Linked DNA regions of Ovis aries: region 1 is linked to region 2. Evidence: chromatin contacts called from public Hi-C data. All regions are on one chromosome and are shown on one strand. Each heading gives the region's core, a stretch centred on a gene start, on an enhancer-like site or on the middle of the called end of the contact. The rest is flanking DNA. Distances are from core to core; before and after follow the strand shown. Region 1 has its middle 270 kb from the start of TTC6. Region 2 overlaps MIPOL1 (mirror-image polydactyly 1).

What was found. Hi-C and Micro-C count contacts between places; a contact is called where the count stands out from the background.
Region 1: a contact with region 2 is called in a Hi-C map of liver, with 4 times the contacts expected there. The contact joins two enhancer-like sites. A contact is called at or near these places in 6 of 16 Hi-C or Micro-C datasets (hypothalamus, liver, muscle and 2 more).

What each region holds. Positions count from the first base shown.
Region 1 is chr18:45,773,111-45,777,911 of ARS-UI_Ramb_v3.0, reverse strand. No RefSeq gene overlaps it. Among named protein-coding and RNA genes, the nearest start is that of TTC6, 270 kb to the right of the region's middle. Within about 2 kb of position 2,546, at least 7 of the 54 cell types and tissues checked have an H3K27ac peak or open chromatin away from gene starts, as enhancers often do. A contact at or near this core is called in liver, where this site is marked.
Region 2 is chr18:45,217,469-45,222,439 of ARS-UI_Ramb_v3.0, reverse strand. MIPOL1 (mirror-image polydactyly 1) reads right to left here. Exons shown (of 18, transcript XR_009597113.1): 2 at 1,437-1,515. Among named protein-coding and RNA genes, the nearest start is that of MIPOL1, 56 kb to the right of the region's middle. Within about 2 kb of position 2,744, at least 2 of the 54 cell types and tissues checked have an H3K27ac peak or open chromatin away from gene starts, as enhancers often do. A contact at or near this core is called in liver, where this site is marked.

The sequences.
Region 1 (4,801 bases), core at 1,297-3,796, 560 kb before region 2:
AAAAGTATCTTTCTTCAAAAGCTATAAAATTATAAATGCCTCCTACTAAGTTTTCAGAGATTCTAAACAATCCACCTCCTCCCTCTAGAATAGTGTAAGTACTTCCTCCAGAAGGAAATCTTTTTGAGCGAAATCATTCTTCTGAGATTCTTCTTGCCAAAGTAGAACTCTCCCTTTGAACCTCCCTTTCCAGTGATTCTACCCAGGGATGAACTGACATCAGTGCCTGCTTTAAGCCTAAAGAAAGATATCCTTAACCTTGAAACGCTGGAGGCTTATTTTTAAAGAAAAAGCGTCACTTCATATGGAGTCAGAATATTTCATGGGGGAGAAAACTTCAGAGAGGTTATGACACTTTGGAGCAGGGAGCTGGCTAGGAGAGAAAAAAGCAAGGACCTGTTTCAGAGAGTTGACAGAAACAGACACAGGCTATAGGCAGAGTGGGGAAGGCGGAGACTAGGCCTCCTGCTCATCTCACTGGACGCAGTGGGATATGTCTATCCTAGAACCTGGGCCTCAGCAGTTTACTCCCTGAGAGAGTCACCACACACCCAGATGCGGAGAAGGAAAGAGTGAGAGAGTGATGAGCCACCCCAAGGACACAGAGCCTACACTCAACCCAAAGACTTGTCCTCCCCAAAATGGTGCCGTGGGCCAGAGATCCAGGGCCAGCTTCAGTCTGTATGAAAGACAGCACGCTGGTGAGAACAAAATGATCATATCATGTGATTCCCCTGAGTTTAACTCCCCAGTGTCTCCCATTGTTCTAATGATAAATCCCCAACTAAGTTCCAGGTCCTATGAAGCCCTGCAGATTTGACCTGCATACACGTCACAGGTCCCCTCTCAGGAGACTTTCCCTCCATCCTTGTGCTGGAGCCACGGTCACCTTCCTAGTGCTCCCACCCTGCTCCTGCTCCTCTCAGGGACTTTTCTGCCTAAAATGCTCTTACCTCTACTCTTCACCAACTCCAGTGTCCATTAAGTGTCATTCATTTCATGGACGCCAACCAACCTATCTTCCATCACCCTAACTTTCTCTTTTAGCACTTGATACAATTTTATTAAACCCTAATGTCTTTAATGGCTTGACTTAGACTGGAAGATCCATGAAAGCAGGAGCTGTACCTACCATAAAGTCTCAGCACCAACACGGTGTCAGACCCAGAGTGAGTGCTTGCTAAATGTTTGCTGACTAAATGCCTGAGAATGAACGAAGCTGTGCAGGAGAACATGGGAGAGACTTCAGTTAATAACATGTCCTGTTTCTGGCATTCTGAAAACCCCCCAGATTAATGTTTCCTCAGTACCCATTCAGCCATACACAGAGATTTTATAAATTATAAACAAAATAGAGCTTTTAAAAACTTGTCCAATAATTTTAGTCTGTCTTCAAAGCCAAAATATGACATTTTTATTAATAACAGTGGGAGGAAAGGAGAAAATATACAGAAGGATTAAAATACTGTAGCACAATCCATGTGCTATGCCTTTCTACCATTTGACTTAATGGACTAATTTTAATTTTGTGAATTTTAAAACTTAGATCTCCAATTATGCTACTTTCTCCTCTCTGTTATTGTAGGCAGTTGCCCTGGCATAAACAGAGCAGAAAAAGGTATCTGGGCAAGAACTGATTACTACCAGGTAACAGGACTGGAAAGCTATTAGAGTGATCAGAGATAATTACCAAGTAGTAAGATTTCTTTCTGTGGCACTAATGGTAAAGAACCCACTTGCCAATACAGGAGACACAGGAGACATGGGTTCAATCCCTAGGTCGGGAAGGTCCCCTGGAGAAGGAAATGGCAACTCACTCCAGTATTCTTGCCTGGAGAATTCCATGGAAAGAGGAGCCTGGTGGGCTAGAGTCCATGGGGTCACAAAAAGTCAGACACAACTGAAGCAACTTAGTAGGCACTGCACCAATACAAGATTGATCTCAATTCTTTCCTGAAGTCTAGTTGAGTTTGGTGCTTCTCCAGATTTCATGTGCACATGAATCACTTCAGATTAAACTGCAGATTCTTCTTCAATAAATGTTCAGTGAGGTCCAAGATTCTGCACTTCTAACAATCTCGTAGAATGTGTACACTATTAGTTCAAAGATCACAGTTAAAGAAGTAAGGAAGCTTAGAACAACTAGACTGGGCAACACAGACTGGCACAGGTCAGAGGGCACATTATTTCCCTGAAAGAAAAGATTTTCTTCACTGAGCTAGAGCCCAAAGTGCTAAAAATAACTATTTCATTATGAGGCTGGTGTAACTTAGATCTAAAGGGTGAACAGTAAACATCATCTGTCGCCAGCAGAGGGCAGCAGAGGGCAGGGTAAATTGCGCAGGACTCCTCCCACCCCCCACAACAGCCCAAATACCCCGAAAGTAAACTTAATTAAGCTCAAAACAGAACACAGGTAAGAGAGCAGTTGGAAAAGCAAGACGCTGACAGAGTCAGCAGCAAGGAGAGAGATGTTCACACAGGCCAGAATAAACTCGAAGGAGGGAACGCTTTGTAGCAGTGGCAGCTGCTCGGGAGACCCAAGCTCCAGTTCAGACAGGAAAAGGGAGCAGTGCCTTTGGGCCAGCCACTCTCTCACCAACAGCCTTGATTCCCTCGCGGAAAATCGGGAAAAAATGCAGAGTGGTCTCTAATGGACATTTTCAACCTTCACATCCTATGATCAGTGCTCCTGGTTCTGGGTTTGAGAACACTGGAAGGATCCCTATACTACGGGCAAGGGGTGGGGAGTCAGAGGGCGGACAGGGTTGAGGTGGCTAGTCCCTCTGCTGGGTGAAGCCCAACAAGCCTTCAGTTTGCTCTGAAAGTTGGGATTCCTTGGTGGCTGTGGGGGGGGTTTGTTTTGTTTTGGTCTTTACGCTGTTAAAAATTGCATGCAAATAATTAAAAAGTAAATAGGACTAAAAGGCTTATAACTGAAACAAAGTCTTTCTTCCTCTTATCCTCCTCATCCTTTTCCTCAGGAGCAATGTCTTTGAATTCGTTTCTTCTCCAATTTGCCTCCGTATTTCCAAATAATATATAATATAATCCTGTTACTTGACCCAGCTGGGCTTCCCAGGTGGCGCTAGTAGTAAAGAATCCACCTGCCAACACAGGTGACTCTGGTTCAATCCCTGGGTCAGGAAGATCCCCTGGAGAAGGAACTGGCACCCCACTCCAGTATCCTTGCCTGGAAAATCCCATGGACAGAGGAGCCTGGCGGGCTACAGTCCATGGGGTCACAAAGAGTCGGACTCGACCGGCATTACTGCTACTATTGGCTTTTTCTGTGGCAGATTAGATACTAACTCAATCACGCCATCTCTTCCCTTCATTATTCTCCAAAAATAATCGGTCTTACTTTTTGAATCATATCTACATTTGTCACAAGCAAAGAAAGACCATTAGCAATTCCTGGGAAATTAAAGTAGAATCCGGGTAATAAAACACAGGCTAACCTTTTTCTTTCCTTTTGTGATTCGTTTCACTTGTTCATAGAGGGCCACACACAGAGGCCTCGCATCCAGCCCTTCAAACCAGAGTTCCCGAGTCCACGGGCTGCAACTGACACAGCCAACGACTGCCGACGACCAGGCACAGCACTTAGATCAAGATAGCGGCGGCAGGTCGCTTGCAGAGACCCTGCGCCTGTGCTGTGATCTAAAGCCTGAGCAGGACGCCTGCCCCAGACTCAGGCGAGTTCCGCCCCATTCCTGGTGCCTGCAGAGAACCCAGCTGAGCAGCCCCGCCCCAGGCCTATGGGGACAGCATGCCCTCTAGAGCCCAAACACAGGCCTTTCCATTCTCTTCCTGTTTTGTGCGTGCTGGCTCAGTGTCTGCGACTCTTTGCAACCCCAAGGACAGTAGCCCCCCAGGCTCCTCTGTCCGTGGAATTTTCCAGGCAAGAATACAGGAGCCAGTTGCCATTTCCTTGTCCAGGGGATCTTTTCCCACCCAGGGATGGAACCCTTATGTCTTCTGCACTGGTAGGCCGATTCTTTACCTGCTGAGCCACCTCCGTTCTCTTAGGAAGAAACAAAGCTTTGCTTCTGAATCAAACCTGGTCTCATTCCATTGGTTCTAATGACACCAGGCAGGAGGACCCTTGTTGGGGCCAGACTCGAAAGTGTTGGTAACATAGTCACTGTTTTTATTATAACTATATAAATATTACTTAGGTAACATACTGTGTCAAGTAATATACTGTGATTACACTTAGTTTCTTGTACAACCTTCTTCATTCTTTCTGGAGTTATTTCTCCTCTGATCTCCGGTAGCCTATTGGTCATCTTCTGACCTGGGGAGTTCATCTTTCAGTGTCCTATCTTTTTACCTTTTCGGGAGGGATTGGAGGCAGGAGGAGAAGGGGACAACAGAGGATGAGATGGCTGGATGGCATCACTGACTTGATGCACGTGAGTCTGAGGGAACTCCGGGAGTTGGTGATATACAGGGAGGCCTGGTGTGCAGCGATTCATGGGGTCGGACACAACTGAGCGACTGGACTGAACTGAACTGACTGTTCATCCCATTCTCAAGGCAAGAGTACTGAAGTGGTTTGCCATTCCCTTCTCCAGTGGACCACATTCTGTCAGAACTCTCCACCATGACCCGTCCGTCTTGGGTATCCCTAACACAGCATGGCTCGTAGTTTCATTGAGTTAGACAAGGCTGTGGTCCATGTGATCAGATTGGTTAGTTTCCTGTGACTGTGGTTTTCAGCCTGTCTGCCCTCTGATGGAGAAGGATAAGAGGCTTATGGAAGCTTCCTGATGGGAGAGACTGACTGACAGGGAAA
Region 2 (4,971 bases), core at 1,495-3,994:
CAAAAACAAATGGAGAAATCAAAAAAGATATACTCAGTGTAGCATCTTTCTGTATCTCGCAAGAATGTAGCTATTAACTGATTTAGTTCAAGGATGACAGAAGAGTTCCCTCAAATGGCCTTTAACCTTCCAAAAAAGGTAACAGTGTGGTTGATAAATGGTAAAGAAAGCCCTGTTGAAGAAGAGGGGAAAGAGAGATGTGTGCAATGTTTCGATAATAATTCTATTTGGAAAAATTCAGAGGACATAAAAATGACGAACATAAAATTTCAAGTCTTCAACTATACGTCATACTATATTCAGAATGATTTGTTATCCAAGGATTTCAGATTTGCAACTGTATCCACATTTAGTAAAAGACCTCAAATAAAAACCAAACATTTTTAAAACCTGTCTGTGTAGCACTTATTCTACCTTGCTCTACACACAGATGGGTGTCCTCTACTTATCTACCTACGTTTGTACCTATCCATCCATCCATCCATCCATCCATCCATCCATCCCTCCATCCCATCCACCCTTCCACTATTTCTCCCTTTGGCAGGACATCTCTTTGTCTGTCTGTCTTTCAGACTGTGTTTCTCTCTGACTGCTCTCTCCTCTGCCTGTGCACATCCGCTTTCCTCTGCACATCTCTGCGAGTGTCTGTGGCTCTGACTCTTTAGGGAGAATCCCCCTTTGACTGTTTTTCTGTGGTTGTCTCTGAGTGCGCCTTTTAGTGTACAAGTGTCTCTGTATGTGTCTCTGTTTTTCTGTGTATGTGTGTCTCCTCTCCTTACATGTCTGTCTCTGCATGTATGTGTATCTTCCATGTCTCTTTGTGCTCATCTCTGTCTCTTTCTGAGAGTGTCTGCGTGTACACAGGTGCCCCCCTCTCTCAGTGTGTCCCTTTCCCGTCTCCGCCCAACTCCTCTCTCTCTGTCACAGGATGTCTGTTTCTCTTACTCCGGTACCTCTCCATGAGTCTCGGGATGTGTGTCTTCTTGTGTGTATCTATGCATGCGTCTCTCTCTGTGTACCTCTATATGTGTACCTGTGTCTTTTTCATTGAGTTTACCATCTCCCCCCTGTGTCTGTGTCTCCTTTCTCTGTTTGGGTTTCTTTCTCTGAGTTTGCCTCTCTGCATGCATTTCTCTACTAGTCATTCTCTCAATCTCCTCTATCACTTTGTGGGTGTGTGTCTTTCTCTTTGTGTGTCTGCTTTCCTTTTTCTCTTTCAGTGTCTCTTGCTCTGTGCCTTTTCTCTTTCTCCTTGTGTCTCTTTTGCAGAATGTGGGTCTTTCTGTGTATACTTCCTTCCTTGCATGTGTGCGTGCGTGTGTGCTTGTGCTTATCTGCTCCTGTCTAATACACTGGTTAGAACAAACACACTTCATTCAGTGCCTTAAAGTAGCACATCACCTGGGGTTTGGTATTAATACCTTAAAAGTCCTTACCTTTTGACCAGTCCTCCATTTGCACTTCTGTTCTTGTTTGCTCTGGCAATGTCTCTGGTTTCTGCGCCAAGATTTGAGGCTAAAATAAAGCCAACTCTAGATAAATAAACTTAAAACAATATATCAGAACACACCTAAATCTTACCTTTGTTTAAGAGAGAATTTACAGGATAACTGGTTTTCTAAAACACTTATAATAGGACAATTAACTGTATATTTCAACACGTGAAATTAAATCTTTTTTCTCAGAAAAATAGTTCTTTCATTCACACTTACATTTTAGTAAATACAGTTCAAGGGTAAGTGTCTAGACATTCTTGCTCCTTTGGTTAGGGAACTATTCAATTTATTTAACTTAAGTCTTCTGCAACTATTAATACAACTTCAACAATTTAAGAAAAATAAAAATTTTACTCTATTTGTCATAAGTTTATAGCAAAAATTTCAAACTTATTTATTTGAATGTATATTTGCACATAAATATTTCATAGTGTGTAATTTTAAAATGTTACTCTAATTTTTTTAAAGGTTATTTTCAGCTTGTGGAATTATTGGTATTTCTCTCTTGCATTTGTTTTCATAATAAATATGATCAAAGCTATGCAAGTTCACTTTTTTGCATGCTTTTAAAGAGAATAATAAAATTAGATTCACCTCACAGCTAGAACTCTGCGTTCTTTAAAAAGTCCTCAAATAAAGCTGTAGCAAGCTTCTCCTATTCCAATTTTCTCTAAATATGTTGATCTGGAGTTGGCAATCTTTTTCTAAGTTCCTCATTTACTTTTGGATTAACTGAAAATATAGGAAGTTATTAATATCAAAGAAATATGTTCCAGTCAATGAAGCCATTTCCTTCCATATTGCCCAAAAAGGTTAATAATAATTGCAGTCTTTTAATAAGAGATTCATATAGCAAGACATGTAGAAAATACAGTCTTTAATAACCTCTGGAGTATTTTAAAACATGCCTTACAGGCCTTAATGTGCTTAGTAATATACTATTTAAAACCATAATTTTATCCCTTTGCGATATACAGTCACTCTTCCTCATCATTTACCCAGCTAATGAATGCCAGCAATTAGTAAAATGTAATCCCATTGCACAATCATTTTAATGCTTTTAGCACTCAGAAAAGTAAACACCAAATTAATACTGCTCAAGCCATATCAGATCCTAGTTGGAAGCAAGCAATTATAGTTCAGCTCCTCAGGTGTAATTAAATGATTGGAATGATTTAGTTCCATAAATGCAAGTTAATTCATAAGCAAGCAACAAATATACTGGGAGTAATTACAAGAAACATTGACAGTCTAAGTAGGGCTAATTCTTTTATGAGACTGATATAGTAAAATGCTGCCCTCTCCTGGGCATATAAGTGAATACTTCAGAGCCAAAAACAAAACATTTCCCCTTACCCAAAATCTAAGTTTTAAAAGGACACTAAAAAGGAAAAAAAAAAGAAATATATATATATATACACACATATATATATATTTATATATAAATTTGATTTCATTCCTTAAGCAAAAGATTTTCATTTATGGCTTATTGTGATAATTTTTTCACACTCTAGTAATTAGTGATTTTTCCATTCAAGTTCTGAATATGAGTCCCAAAACATACCAGGCAATTCCTATAATCTGATGAAACTAAATCATTCATATAGGACACTGGCTGCAAGTGAAACTTCTAGTTCCCTCTCGGACTGTCAGACCAACACCTATATTCTCTCAATGGTAAACCCTAACTAGACTGCTAGAGATTTAAGCTATGATTTTATAAGTACTAAAAATGGATAAAAAAAATAATCTCTGATGGATATAAAACAAAACACTCAGTATTACTGTGACTATACAAAATGGTCTAAACTAATTGTTTTTAATGAACTCCAATAACAACAATAACAAAAAAGACCTACAGCACCTGTATAATATCATTACAAGCTCATTTTAAAACATAAATAGCAGGCAGTACACAAAATAAAACACCCCAGTTTTACTTAAGCCATTCCCAACTTTTTACTTTTTTAGGCTAACATTCAGAACAAATTTACTTGAATACTACCTGATGTGTATCAACTAAATTTCTTACACTATACTTTTAGAAATGTATTTTTTACACATTTAAGTTATGATATAACCAGTAAGACTATGTTAACACATATGTATTTGTATCACTAAGCCTATTCAGAATCATCCCTTAAACTTTGTACAAAATTGAACATATGCTCAAACATAAACAATGGTATAACAAGTGTTTAGGGGAGCTGGTTTCCTGGTGAACTTGTTTCTAAAAGGAAAAATAATTTTAAAGAAAAAAAAAAAAACAAAAAACAAGTGTTTAATTCTCCAATAAATGCAATAGATACTTGCAGGGGATAATGCTTATCAGTATCAATTTTTTTAGTCCGGGAGGGAACAATATTCCTTTCTACTATGCTTTCAAATGCAGTAAAATAACTATATTCTAAGTCACAGCCTATGCAAACTATAGAAATAAACCAAAATATTAAAAAGTCCTGCCACTAAGTTTAAAATGTACAGCACATTTGCTTTGCCCTTGATGTCACAGTCTTATTTTTCAATTCATATCTTGTACACTGTAAGTTAATTGCTTTTGGAAAGTACTTATTATTCATGTAAAAATTAATGTGCCAATGTGTTTAAATCCTCTTAAATGACCATTCATGCATCTTTCTTCTTTAAGTACCAATGAAATCTGTCAAAAGACATCAATGCAAAATGGTCTTAAAGAAAGTTCTAATAGAGATTTTTTTTCTGCTAACACAAGATTTTCATATTCACCAACTTTACTTCAATTTCATTAATTTTTTAAGCTACTTTTAATAAATTCACCAAGTAAAATTTTTAGGCCCCATAGTCTGTCATTTGTGTTCCAGCTGACATTATGAATATTAATAACCGTGTTATCCTGATTAAATAGGCTTCATATGAAATCCCTGTGAATCCTATAGCTCAGACATCTCATTTTTCCAACTCTTTATGAATTTGGATTCAGACATTAAACTGGAAAAATCTTAAAAAACAGATTTAATGGCACATTTGCATATTGTCAAGCAAAAATTAGATGTTCTAATGATTCAAACAATTACAACTTACAGATCTACATATTGTAATAGAATAGAAGATTTTTGTAAACATGCAACATATTTTACACATCTATTCATTTTAGGACAAAGGATAAGACTAATAAGATTCTGATTCTTTTCCTCACACTCACCTTAAAGATTGATACCAAGAACTTGTTTAAATCAGAAATTACATCTTCATGTTAAAATTAGTGGGATGATTTCAGAGTAGATACATAAACTAGGCTACTTAATCAAAGTGCTAAATCATTATATCACAGACAAAATATGTTAAATGCTTTAACATTACTAACGTTACCAGGTTCAAGCAGCAAAATAAAATCTAACAAGTTCATCTTTAAGTAATGTGGGAAAAAATTACCCATATAAAAAAGAAAAATAAAATCTTTACTATAACAGAACATATCATATCAGCATGTGTTAAA